2 separate regions of the Oryctolagus cuniculus genome follow, and region 1 is linked to region 2. The links are chromatin contacts, called in public Micro-C maps. All regions are on one chromosome and are shown on one strand. Each heading gives the region's core, a stretch centred on a gene start, on an enhancer-like site or on the middle of the called end of the contact. The rest is flanking DNA. Distances are from core to core; before and after follow the strand shown.

What was found. Hi-C and Micro-C count contacts between places; a contact is called where the count stands out from the background.
Region 1: a Micro-C map of ear pinna shows a contact between it and region 2, with 8 times the contacts expected there. The contact joins the enhancer-like site here to the promoter of KIF26B in region 2. A contact is called at or near these places in 2 of 6 Hi-C or Micro-C datasets (ear pinna and an unstated tissue).

The regions. Positions count from the first base shown.
Region 1 is chr13:66,617,892-66,623,084 of mOryCun1.1, forward strand. No RefSeq gene overlaps it. Among named protein-coding and RNA genes, the nearest start is that of SCCPDH, 30 kb to the right of the region's middle. Within about 2 kb of position 2,655, at least 2 of the 8 cell types and tissues checked have an H3K27ac peak or open chromatin away from gene starts, as enhancers often do. A contact at or near this core is called in ear pinna, where this site is marked.
Region 2 is chr13:65,144,723-65,149,861 of mOryCun1.1, forward strand. KIF26B (kinesin family member 26B) reads left to right here and starts at 1,925. Exons shown (of 15, transcript XM_051820805.2): 1 at 1,925-2,803; 2 at 3,616-4,017. The coding sequence starts at 2,741.

The DNA of each region.
Region 1 (5,193 bases), core at 1,405-3,904, 1.5 Mb after region 2:
GAGCGAGACGTCGTCCCCCTCAGGGTGAACAAGATGACGCTGACAGGGAAAGGAACTGCTAAAGAAGTAAACAACAAAATGGTGATGAGGTGCATGCCTCCCATGTGATCCCGTAGCTGATTGGATAGAAGACGCATGCCCTTCACATGATCAGCTCACGGATTGGACTGCTGTGTGCATGGCCTCCCATGTGATCCCGTAGCTGATTGGATAAGACACATGCCCTTCACATGATCAGCTCACGGATTGGACTGCTGTGTGCACGGACTCTATAGTGCTTTTGATTGGTCGCTGCGGGTATATAAACCATGTGGCTTTGTGCTGGGGGCGCTCTCTGGACTCCTGAGTTCAGGAGGCTGGTCTGTGCAGACGCTGAATAAATCCTCTTGCTTTTGCATCAGCTGGTCTGGACTCTGAGTCTTTGGAGTGTGCCTCTCGACGTGTTAGTATCCTCACTCCGAGGGTCCAACAATCTTTAAAATATGTATACATTGACTTGATCTTTAAAATAATTTCATTTATTTTCATTTTATTTGAAAGGCAGGGAGAGAGAGGTCGATCTTTCATCCATTGGTTCACTCCCTAAATGCCCACAATAACTGGGGCTGGGCCAGGTCAAAGCCAGGAGCAAACCAGGTACTTGGAACTCATGGGTCTGCCACATGGGTGTCGGGAACAAGTACCTGAGTCACTGCCTGCTGCCTCCGGCATGCCGGTGTCCCAACCATCCACCCCTGAAGTCGTTTTAGATTTCATTTCCTTAATTACCAGAGAGGAAGCACACGTTGCTACACAGTGATGTTAAAGTATCTAACAGGAGTCTTTGTGGGGAAGAGCTTTTCTCCACAGTCACAGGGCTCTTCAGAAACTTCCCACCACACCTGATTTCCATGCAATGCAAATCTAAGCACAGCACAGAACAGGTGCTAAATTCTACTCACTGGTCCCTTCAGCGCGCCTCTGTCTATTTCCGAAAGGAGAGTGGTTGTCTCAGACACAGGGCAGCTTGTTAGCTTCTGGGCTCTGCACTTCAGGTTCGCCCTTCTGCACTGCTCTGTGAAGATGGGTCTGGGCCTGCAGACACATTCTCCTGCGCGGCCTGGGCTGGCACTGAAGTTTGAGGGCACTGGGGGCCCTGCAGAAGGAATGGAGGCTTGTTTGCTTCCTGACTCAGGGGTGCTCACTGGGCAGGCCTGCCAGCATCCAGCTCCTGCAAGGGTCAGCGGCCAGCTGCAGCCAGCAGATGGCTTCCCCCTGCCCTAGCCAGTGCCCCTCCTCTACTGCTCCCTGTCTAGTGATGCGGACACCTCCCCAGTGGACAGCTGTCTCTAGCACTTCAGAGGGCAGATTTCCACCAGCACAACATCTCGATCCTGTCTGCACAGAGCTGGGTCTGGGTCTGGGGATTTTCCCTGGGTGTTGTCTTTCAGCCTCAGGGTGGCTCTTGGATCCATTCTTTCCATAGTCATTAGAGTTCTCTTTATTTCTTACCAGGCAATCTCTCAATCCTGCACCCTTATAGTTAGTAATTCTTTTTATTAAAGTTTCTCTGGTTGAACTACTGTGTGATTTCTCTCGCTTGGTCAGACCCAGAAGGAACGGTGGTTCTGCTGCTAGCCGGACGCACACCCGAGACAGAAGTCGCCTTTCAGAGCCTTGGCAACACCTGGTGTCTGAGGCACGTACTGATGAGGCCGCGGAGGCGCTTGGGCAGAGGACCTGTGTGTGCAGGGAGCGGCTGCTGCCCACACCACTCATGATCCCCGCGGGCCGCTCCTCACCCCAGCCTCGCCAGTCCCACCTCACACGCTTGCCCTCAGCGGTTCCAAGCTGAGGCTCCCAGGAGCCATCTGGGATTTTTTTTTTTTTTCATCCTGAAGCCAACTTCCTCTCTTCCTCGCACGGAAGCTGGATGAATGTGAGAACTGCCTACTGTCAGAGTCCCTGCCAAGGACGCGGCTCGGGCTGTGGCGGCCACCACGATGCAGAGATACTGAACACCCCCGTGAGCCCCTGAATGCCGTCAGGACATCTCAGGCCTCCCGCCCACATAGGGTGATGAATGCCCGCTGTCAGTTTCTCTCCTTTTCTTACCTAACCCAGGCTCATTTAACACTTCACAGACCAGCAGAATCGAATCCTGATGCATGACTAGGTTCTGGGTAATCAGAAAGAAAGAAACTGAGACATTCCAAGGCAGGCAGCGGGGGAAAGCTTGCGGCCCGGTTAGGTTTAATCCAGTTTCTATTTAGGAAGAAAACACCCGGATCAGAATAACTTCAGGTTCCCTTCTGACTGTGAGAGCTAAGATTTGACACCTCTGCTGGTTTCCATGGCTACCATCGGCAGCATATTACCAAAGCCAGAACCGGAGGATCTGGTGATTTCACCTTTCTTCTGTGGCCTTGCTAATTTTAAAAGAAAGTGCTTGGTCCACGTAGTTCCTGTCCACGTCTCTCCTGTCCTCAGCTGTCCCTTGGATGTAGATGGATTAACCCAGGGCGAAGGAAGGGCTCCTCTCTGTGACTCCGGAGTTGGTGCCCTCCCCCGACGAGGCATTTCTTCTGACACTGCTGGGAGTACTTGGTGACCTCGTTCCAGTTATGTAAGTGGGGAGATCAGGATTCCTGAGGGTGGTGGCTCAAAATAGCTCTGTGCATGTTTCATACGCAGGCCCTGTGGCAGGCGCACACTGCTGTTTCTCAGACACCAGGCCTCGGCTGAGAGTGTCCCTCTCCACGGATGGGTCATAGGCTGAGGGTTTCAGCATGGGGACAGGGAACACACGCAGAGGCATCTGTCCCCGGGGAACACCAGGCTTAGCGTCCAGGTCCTCTCCTTGCCTTCCTGTGCCCTCCCCGGGGGAGCAGCTCTCCCAGGAATGTGGGAGGTGACACCGTGGCAGGGGGCTCCGCGTGCTTGGATGAGGCACTTCAATGCCCCCTTCTCACGTGTGGCCTAAAACTCAGCCTTCCTCCAGAGGCTCTGCTGGAAAGGCCCCAGCTCCGTGAGGCTTCTCTGCAGCACATTAGGATCACCAGAGGGCAGGGATGAGCTTTTACATGCACTCTGTTCCCCTGCACGGGTGCAGAGACCAACTCACCAATACACTTCTGTTTAAAAAACAAACTGATTGACAGATGGATCTGAAAGCCAGATTGACAGAGATAGGAAAAGACAGAGACAGACAGAGAGACAGAGAGATCTTGCATCTCCACTGGTTTCCTCTCCAAATGTCTGTAACAGCTGGGGCTCGGCCAGGCCAAAGATAGGAGCCCAGAACTCCATCTGGGCCTCACACATAGGTGGTAGGAACCCAAGTACTTGGGCCATCACTTGCTACCTCCAAGGCACAATAGCAGGAAGCAGGATCAGAAGCCCAGGCAGAACGCCATCCCAGACACTCCAGTGTGCAATGCAGGTGCCCCAAGCAGCAGTCTCGACAGAAAGAAGAGAGCCGCCTTGTATTGAGTACTTAATATGGGCCAATTGTGCTGTGAAGTGCTTGCATGGGCAGCACTACCAGGGAGACAGGGTGGTGTCATGGTCATGGGCAAGAGCTCCAGGCTCAGAAAGACCTAGGCTCAAATCCCGTTTCTCCCACGTGTAGCTTTGTGAACCTGAGGATGGTTGTTCAAAAGAGCTCTGTGGCTGGCACCGTGGCTCAATAGGCTAATCCTCCGCCTTGTGGCGCCGGCACACCGGGTTCTAGTCCCGGTCGGGGCGCCGGATTCTGTCCTGGTTGCCCCTCTTCCAGGCCAGCTCTCTGCTGTGGCCAGGGAGTGCAGTGGAGGATGGACCAAGTGCTTGGACCCTGCACCCCATGGGAGACCACGAGAAGCACCTGGCTCCTGCTTCTGGATCAGCTCGGTGCGCCGGCAGCAGCGCGCCAGCCACGGCGGCCATTGGAGGGTGAACCAACGGCAAAGGAAGACCTTTCTCTCTGTCTCACTCTCACTGTCCACTCTGCCTGTCAAAAAAAAAAAAAAAAAAAAAAAGCTCTGTGCAGTTGTTTCATATACAGGCTCTGTGGCAGGCTCACATACTTATTTTTTTTAAGATTTATTAATTTGAAAGGCAGAGCTACAGAGAGGGAGGGAGAGAGAGAGGGAAAGAGAGAGAGAGAGAGGGAAAGAGAGAGAGAGAGAGGGAGAAAGAGAGAGAGAAGTAGAGAGGGAGAGAGAGAGAGAGGTCTTCCATCCACAGGTTCACTCCGCGCAGATGGCCACAAAAGCCAGAGCTGAGCTGATCTGAATCCAGGCGCCAGGAGCTTCTTCCAGGTCTCCCACGTGGGTGCGGGGGCCCAAGGACTTGGGCCATCTTCTACTGCTTTCCCAGGCCACAGCAGAGAGCTGGATTGGAAGTGGAGCAGCCGGAACTTTAACCGGTGCCCATACAGGATGCTGGCACTGCAGGCGGCGACTTTACCTGCTATGCCACAGTGCTGGCCCCACACAGATAGTTTAAATCCTAAAAAGGCAAGAGTCCTAGACGTGATGAGCCTGAACATAGCTCTTCAAATGTTGGCCGAATCCATAAAAGTGCCAGGATCCGGGTTTCCCAGCCTTGGTACTTGGCACAGAGAACTGTTTGTTCTGTGCTTAGTGTGTGCTGGGCGTGGTGCTAGGCAACATGATCCATGACCTTATAAAGTTTAACATCTTGTTGTGGAGACAAGGCCAACAAACATAACGTTCACAAGAAGTAAGAGAATATACGGCTGCAGTCTGTTCCTGGCAGCAAGTGCAGTGTGCGTGAGGAGTGAGCAGCAGCCACCGCGACACCATGTCACAGGCCTGGGATTAGAAAGCCACCCTACTTAAGTCTCTGTTAGTCCTGTGAGGCAAGTGTATATCCCCACAGGAGCGATGAAGAAACCTTGACGCAAGGAGATGCAGTGACTTCTCAAGTCACTACGCCAGAACCTGAACTCAGGCCTCCTGGTCCTTCAACCCTGCAGGACATGTCCTCCAAAATAAAAGCAAGTATCACCGGGCCGGCGCTGTGGCGTAGCAGGTAAAGCTGCCCTCTGCAGCATCAGCATCTCATATGGACTCTGGTTCAAGTCCCAGCTGCTCCACTTCTGATCCAGCTCCCTGCTAATGCACCTGGGAAAGCAGCAGCAGATGGTTCAGGTGTTTGGGCCCCTGCACCCATGTAGGAGACCCAGGGAAGCTCCTCACTCCTGGCTCA
Region 2 (5,139 bases), core at 675-3,174:
GCCAGGAGCCAGGTGCTTCTCTTGGTCTCCCATGCGGGTGCAGGGCCCAAGTACTTGGGACATCCTCCACTGCACTCCCTGGCCACAGCAGAGAGCTGGACTGGAAGAGGAGCAGCCGGGACAGAATCCGGCGCCCTGACCGGGACTAGAAACCGGGGTGCTGGTGCCGCAGGCAGAGGATTAGCCTATTGAGCCGCGGCGCCGGCATAAATATTTTTTAAATAGAAAAAAAACTATATTAAATGAAAAAAAATCCAAACACAAGAGTTATCCTACGTGGATTCTATGGATAAAAACAAAAACCAAGGTCAGTCAAAACTCATCTATGGGGTTGGAAATGAGAACAGTGGCTGCTTATGAAGGGTGGAGACTGCCAGGGGAGAGACAGGGGACGACGGACATGTATCTCTCTATTGAGGAAGCAGCTTAACGGCGAGCACCCACTTGTGTAAATCTACAGAATTGAACACTGAACCTGAGCTCGTGTCGCCGCAGATAACGTCTCCATCAACTTGAAAAACCCTGGAATCCCTATCGCCGGGCCTGCGGTCCTACCCTTTCGGCAACAGAGGGCGCTCCGAGCCCGCCAATACGCACATTTGGGCCCCGGCTGCTGGGGGATGCAGATGGGCCCAGCCCTGGGCTCGCGGGTCTCCAAGGTGCGCAGCGCGGCGCAGCGCAGCTCCGCGGCGGCTCCCCCTCCACACTCGGGCCTTGCCCACACGGGCTCCCCCTCTTTGGCTGGTCCCTGGGGCCGGACCACGCTCGCCGCTCATGGCCAGAGTGTTTGGCACGACGTCTTGGCGGAATACAGATGTGGCTGGGCGGCGGCGCGCGCGGCGGGGAGGTGTACCTGCCCCCCACTCGGGTCCTCTACTGAGAGGCTGGCGTTCACGGTGCAAGTGGGAATGCGATGGGAACTTCCACAGTGTTGTCGGGCTTTTCATTTTGGTCTCTTTACCGCGCTTGGGTAGCTGTGAAATGTTCCCACGCGGGGGCTTGCGGCGCCGGGAGGCGCGGCGCGAATCTCCCCGCGGAAGGCAGCCGGGGCGGCGTCGCCCCTGGGCTCCCGATCTGCGATGGCCGCTCTTCCCGGCTCCACGGGCCTCCTCCCTGTGGCAGGAGGAGGCCGGCGGCGGCGCAGCCCCGGCCATCCCGTGCGCCCTGGCCGCGCTGGGCCACGGCTCCCGGGCGTGGAGATGCCACTACGTCCCACGTGATCCCCGGGCCCGCGCGGGGCCGTCTCGAGGGTGTTAAATCAAAGGTCACGACAAAACGGACCTGCCGGCTCGCCAAGAGAAATGTCCTCCTGGGAGATGAAAAAATGACGCCCCGGCGCGGCCACGTGTGGCGCCTAGCCTCCGCCGATCGCTCCGGGGCGGGGCGCGGCGACCGCCGAGGGGGCGACGACTGCGGGGCCCGGGTGCGGGAGGCGGCGGGCTTGGTGAGCACCGAGCCCCCGGCACGCGGCGGCCGCAGCCAGCTCGCGCGCCACACCCCCTGCGCAGGCCCGCGCCGTCCGCGCTGCGTGTCCTCGGCTCGGCGGCGGCCCGCGGGGGGTCTCCGGGCCCACCTGTCCCAGGCCGGGGCGGCGCGGCGAGGCGCAGCTTGCGGGCGGGGCGCCAGGGGCCGCGGCGCTGCGCGGGGCTGGGGGTGCGGGAGGGCAGGTCTCGGAGAACAAAGGGCGGGGGGGAGGCCCCGGTGTGTTTGCGGACTTGTTTGTGACTCAGTCCCTTTCACGCGGCGGTTCAAAGGCAGACCTGCAAGCCTCGCCAGGAAGAGAAAGAATTTGGGGGCGGGGGCGGCTCGGGCGCAGCACTTCCGTCCAGCCGCGCTCGCTCGGCGCTGCCCCGCAGTCCCCGGCGGGCGCAGCGCGGGGTCACCAGCGCCCCGGGCGGCGGGCGGGCTGCCAGCCAGCAACTTCCCCGCACCCTGCGGGATTTATGACCCCACCCCCGCCCCAGCGCTCGGTCGCGCAATGTCAGGCAGGAGCGGCGCCGCGGCATAAAATGGATCCCGGCCGGCGCGGCGGCGGCGGCGGCGGCGGCAGGCAGGCGGCGGGCCCCCGGGTGGCGGGGCCGCGGCTCCCGGGGCTCGGCGCGGCAGCCGGGCGCACACGCGCGCGCTGACCGCGGACGGCGCGGGCCACGCGGAGCCGCCCCTCTCCCTGCCCTCGCGCAACTGTCAGGCGAAGCGGGCCGGCGCATATTGGCTCGGCGACACGCCGAGGCTCCTCCCCGAGCCTGGATCTTTATATTTTGGGAGAATTTCTTTTGAACTCAGTTACCGCGCTCGGTGAAGGAGACAAGTCCACCCCCACCCCCACCCCCCGCGGGCTGGGCGGACGGAGTTCACGCGCCGGCCGGGGCCCGGGCTCGCCGGCGTCCTGCGGGGCTGCGAGTCTGGATCGCACCCCTGCGTTTCCCGGTGCGGGGCCGAGGAATAGGCCGGCCGTCTGGCTGTGACTGCCGGCAGAGAACGCGTGCCCGGAGGAGGCACGGCGCGAGGATGAAACGCATCGGAAGAGAAGAATAACCGGCCACCTCCACCCTCCCCGCAGCCTCACTGCTCCCGTGACTTGGCTTTTATGCCCCCTCCCCCCGGCTAGGAAACCTTGACTTGCGGGCCAAGAACAACCCCCTGCAACCCGGGGCGCGTCTGGGTCTCGAGACCCCCCTCCCCCTTTGGATGCAGCCGTGCTGGAAGGAACCCCGAGACGCTCTGCTCCGGAGAAGCCACGATGAATTCCGTAGCTGGGAATAAAGAGAGGCTTGCGGTCTCCAGCAGGGGCAAGAAATACGGGGTAAGTTGCGCCGGGCACGGCGCGGAGACGCCTTTCCAGGCCCATCCCGGCCGGCCGGCCCCTTCCCGGGACGTGCGGCCCCGCGCGCCGGTGGCCAGCGCGCGGCCCCGAGCCCTGCTCCCGCGGCAGCTGCGCCTCCGCCGGGCCGTGCGCGCTCGCCTCGCTCTCGCAGTGCTCCGCGTCCTCTGGTCCCTGCCTCATCCCGGCACCGGGAACTTTTGCAGCATTCCTGGACTTCCAGGCAGAGTTAAGCCCGAGGGGAAGGGTCTCCCGTGGATTCTCTGCGGTTCCTCGGGTCGTCTCCCTGGAGCCTGGAGACCCCTCCTGTGACTTGCGGGATACGGAGGGCTTGCGCCCGAGTGAATAAAAAAGCCCCCAGATCACCGTCTCCCCCGCCCCGCGAAGGGTCTTCGGAGATCTTTTATCCTGGGCTCTCGCTTGGGTGGGTGCCTGGTTCCAAAGCGCGGGGCGCCCAATCTGCGGCCTCCCCCTGCAGAGACGGCTGGGTGCCACCCCCCTAGTCCCCCAACGAGCCCTTCTCCTGACCCCAGAGGAGTCCGCCGGCGACCGGGGACGGGCGCAAGGGGTGACTCGGGCGGTGGGGACTCACTTGGGGGCAGTTAGCGACACAGATGGAGGCAGGACTGTTTGGCCGCAGGCCTTAGAGCGCTCCCGAAGCGGCGCCCTTGGGCGTTCGCCAGACCCTCGGCGGCGACTGAGTGCCCCCGCGGGCGAGCACCCCCAGCCGGGCCAGCTCCGGTGCGCGCGAGCAACCGCCCCGCAGCTCCTGACGCCGCGTGTCTCGCCCGCAGGTGAATGAAGTCTGCTCGCCCACCAAGCCCGCGGCGCCCTTCTCCCCTGAGAGCTGGTACCGGAAAGCGTATGAGGAGTCGCGCGCCGGCAGCCGGCCCACCCCCGAGGGCGCGGGCTCGGCGCTCGGCTCGTCCGGGACCCCGTCCCCCGGCTCGGGCACCTCGTCCCCGAGCTCCTTCACGGGCTCCCCGGGCCCCGCCTCCCCGGGCATTGGCACCAGCTCGCCGGGCTCCCTGGGCGGCTCGCCGGGCTTCGGCACGGGCTCCCCGGGCTCGGGCAGCGGCGGCGGCTCCTCCCCCGGCTCGGACCGCGGCGTCTGGTGCGAGAACTGCAACGCCCGCCTGGTGGAGCTGAAGAGGCAAGCCCTGAAGCTGCTCCTCCCGGGGCCCTTCCCCGGCAAGGTGAGCGCCGCGGCGCGGGGGGCGCGGCCGGGAGGGAGGCGCCGGGTGAGCCGCGACCCGGGGTGGGCGCCAGCGGCTCCGCACCGCCCCGCACCGCCCCGCACCGCAGCTGCCGGGCCCGCCGCGACCTCGCGCCCCGCTGGCGCTGGCGGCTGCTCCACACCCCTGGGGGTGCTGGCTCCGGGCGACCCTACGCGCCCCCCCCCCGCCGCCAGGCGGTCCTGCAGCTGACGGGGCGCGCCCCCGGGGTTCGTCCCGCGGTCCCCGACGCGGGGCTGCGGGCCGCCCATTGGCCTTTCCGCCCCACCCCCACCTGCGATCCCTTGCGAAGACCTGGAGGGGAGCGTTTCCCCATACTGTCTGTGTCCATCTGAGGACCACTAAGAGGTGGCGGCCGGCTGCGCGTCGAGCACGTTGACCCTTCGTGGCAACGGTGCGGCGTGGCGGGACCCGCCCGGGCTGCCGAGTGTCACACAATGCAGGCCTGTTTGTGCTGCGGGGTGCGAGTACTATCGAGTGATAATATTTACTCTTCCACTTCAAAGAGGTTTTTTTTTTTTTTTTTTTTTTTTTTTTTTTAATTTTAATCAATGGTGAGGGAGACAATCCTGTCAAGAAGTCAGGATTGTTGTGGAGGTTTTTCTGACCTTGTGCAGTGGCATTTCCCAGTTTATATTGCTTTGACTTTGGAGATGAAATACTGTGATTTTTTTGAGGAGTGGAGTTTAGAAACGGCTGCGTCGGCCTGCCTGCACGCCTGCTTATCCTAACACACGCGCGTTGATGTTTTTACGGATGTGCCACAAATAGCCACTGATGCTGTGAAATTGTTGGAAATCACCTCCAGGAAAGTTGGGTTGTGCGTCTAGAACTCATCTCAAAAACAATTACCTCGGGGTGTGCTGTCAGTGTGCCTTTTTGTAGTGTGGTACTGCCTGTGCCAGGACACCCCAGGACTCAAAGCTCATGCCTCACCTTGGGTACCAGGCCCTGCAATTTCACGCCATCTCTTCACTCCCATGTATTTGCTGTTTGGCCGTTCATCAATATTCATTGATTTTCTACCCCCACTTCAAGGCTCCGTAGTGCAGATAACAGGTACAAACACTCCTAGTCCACGCG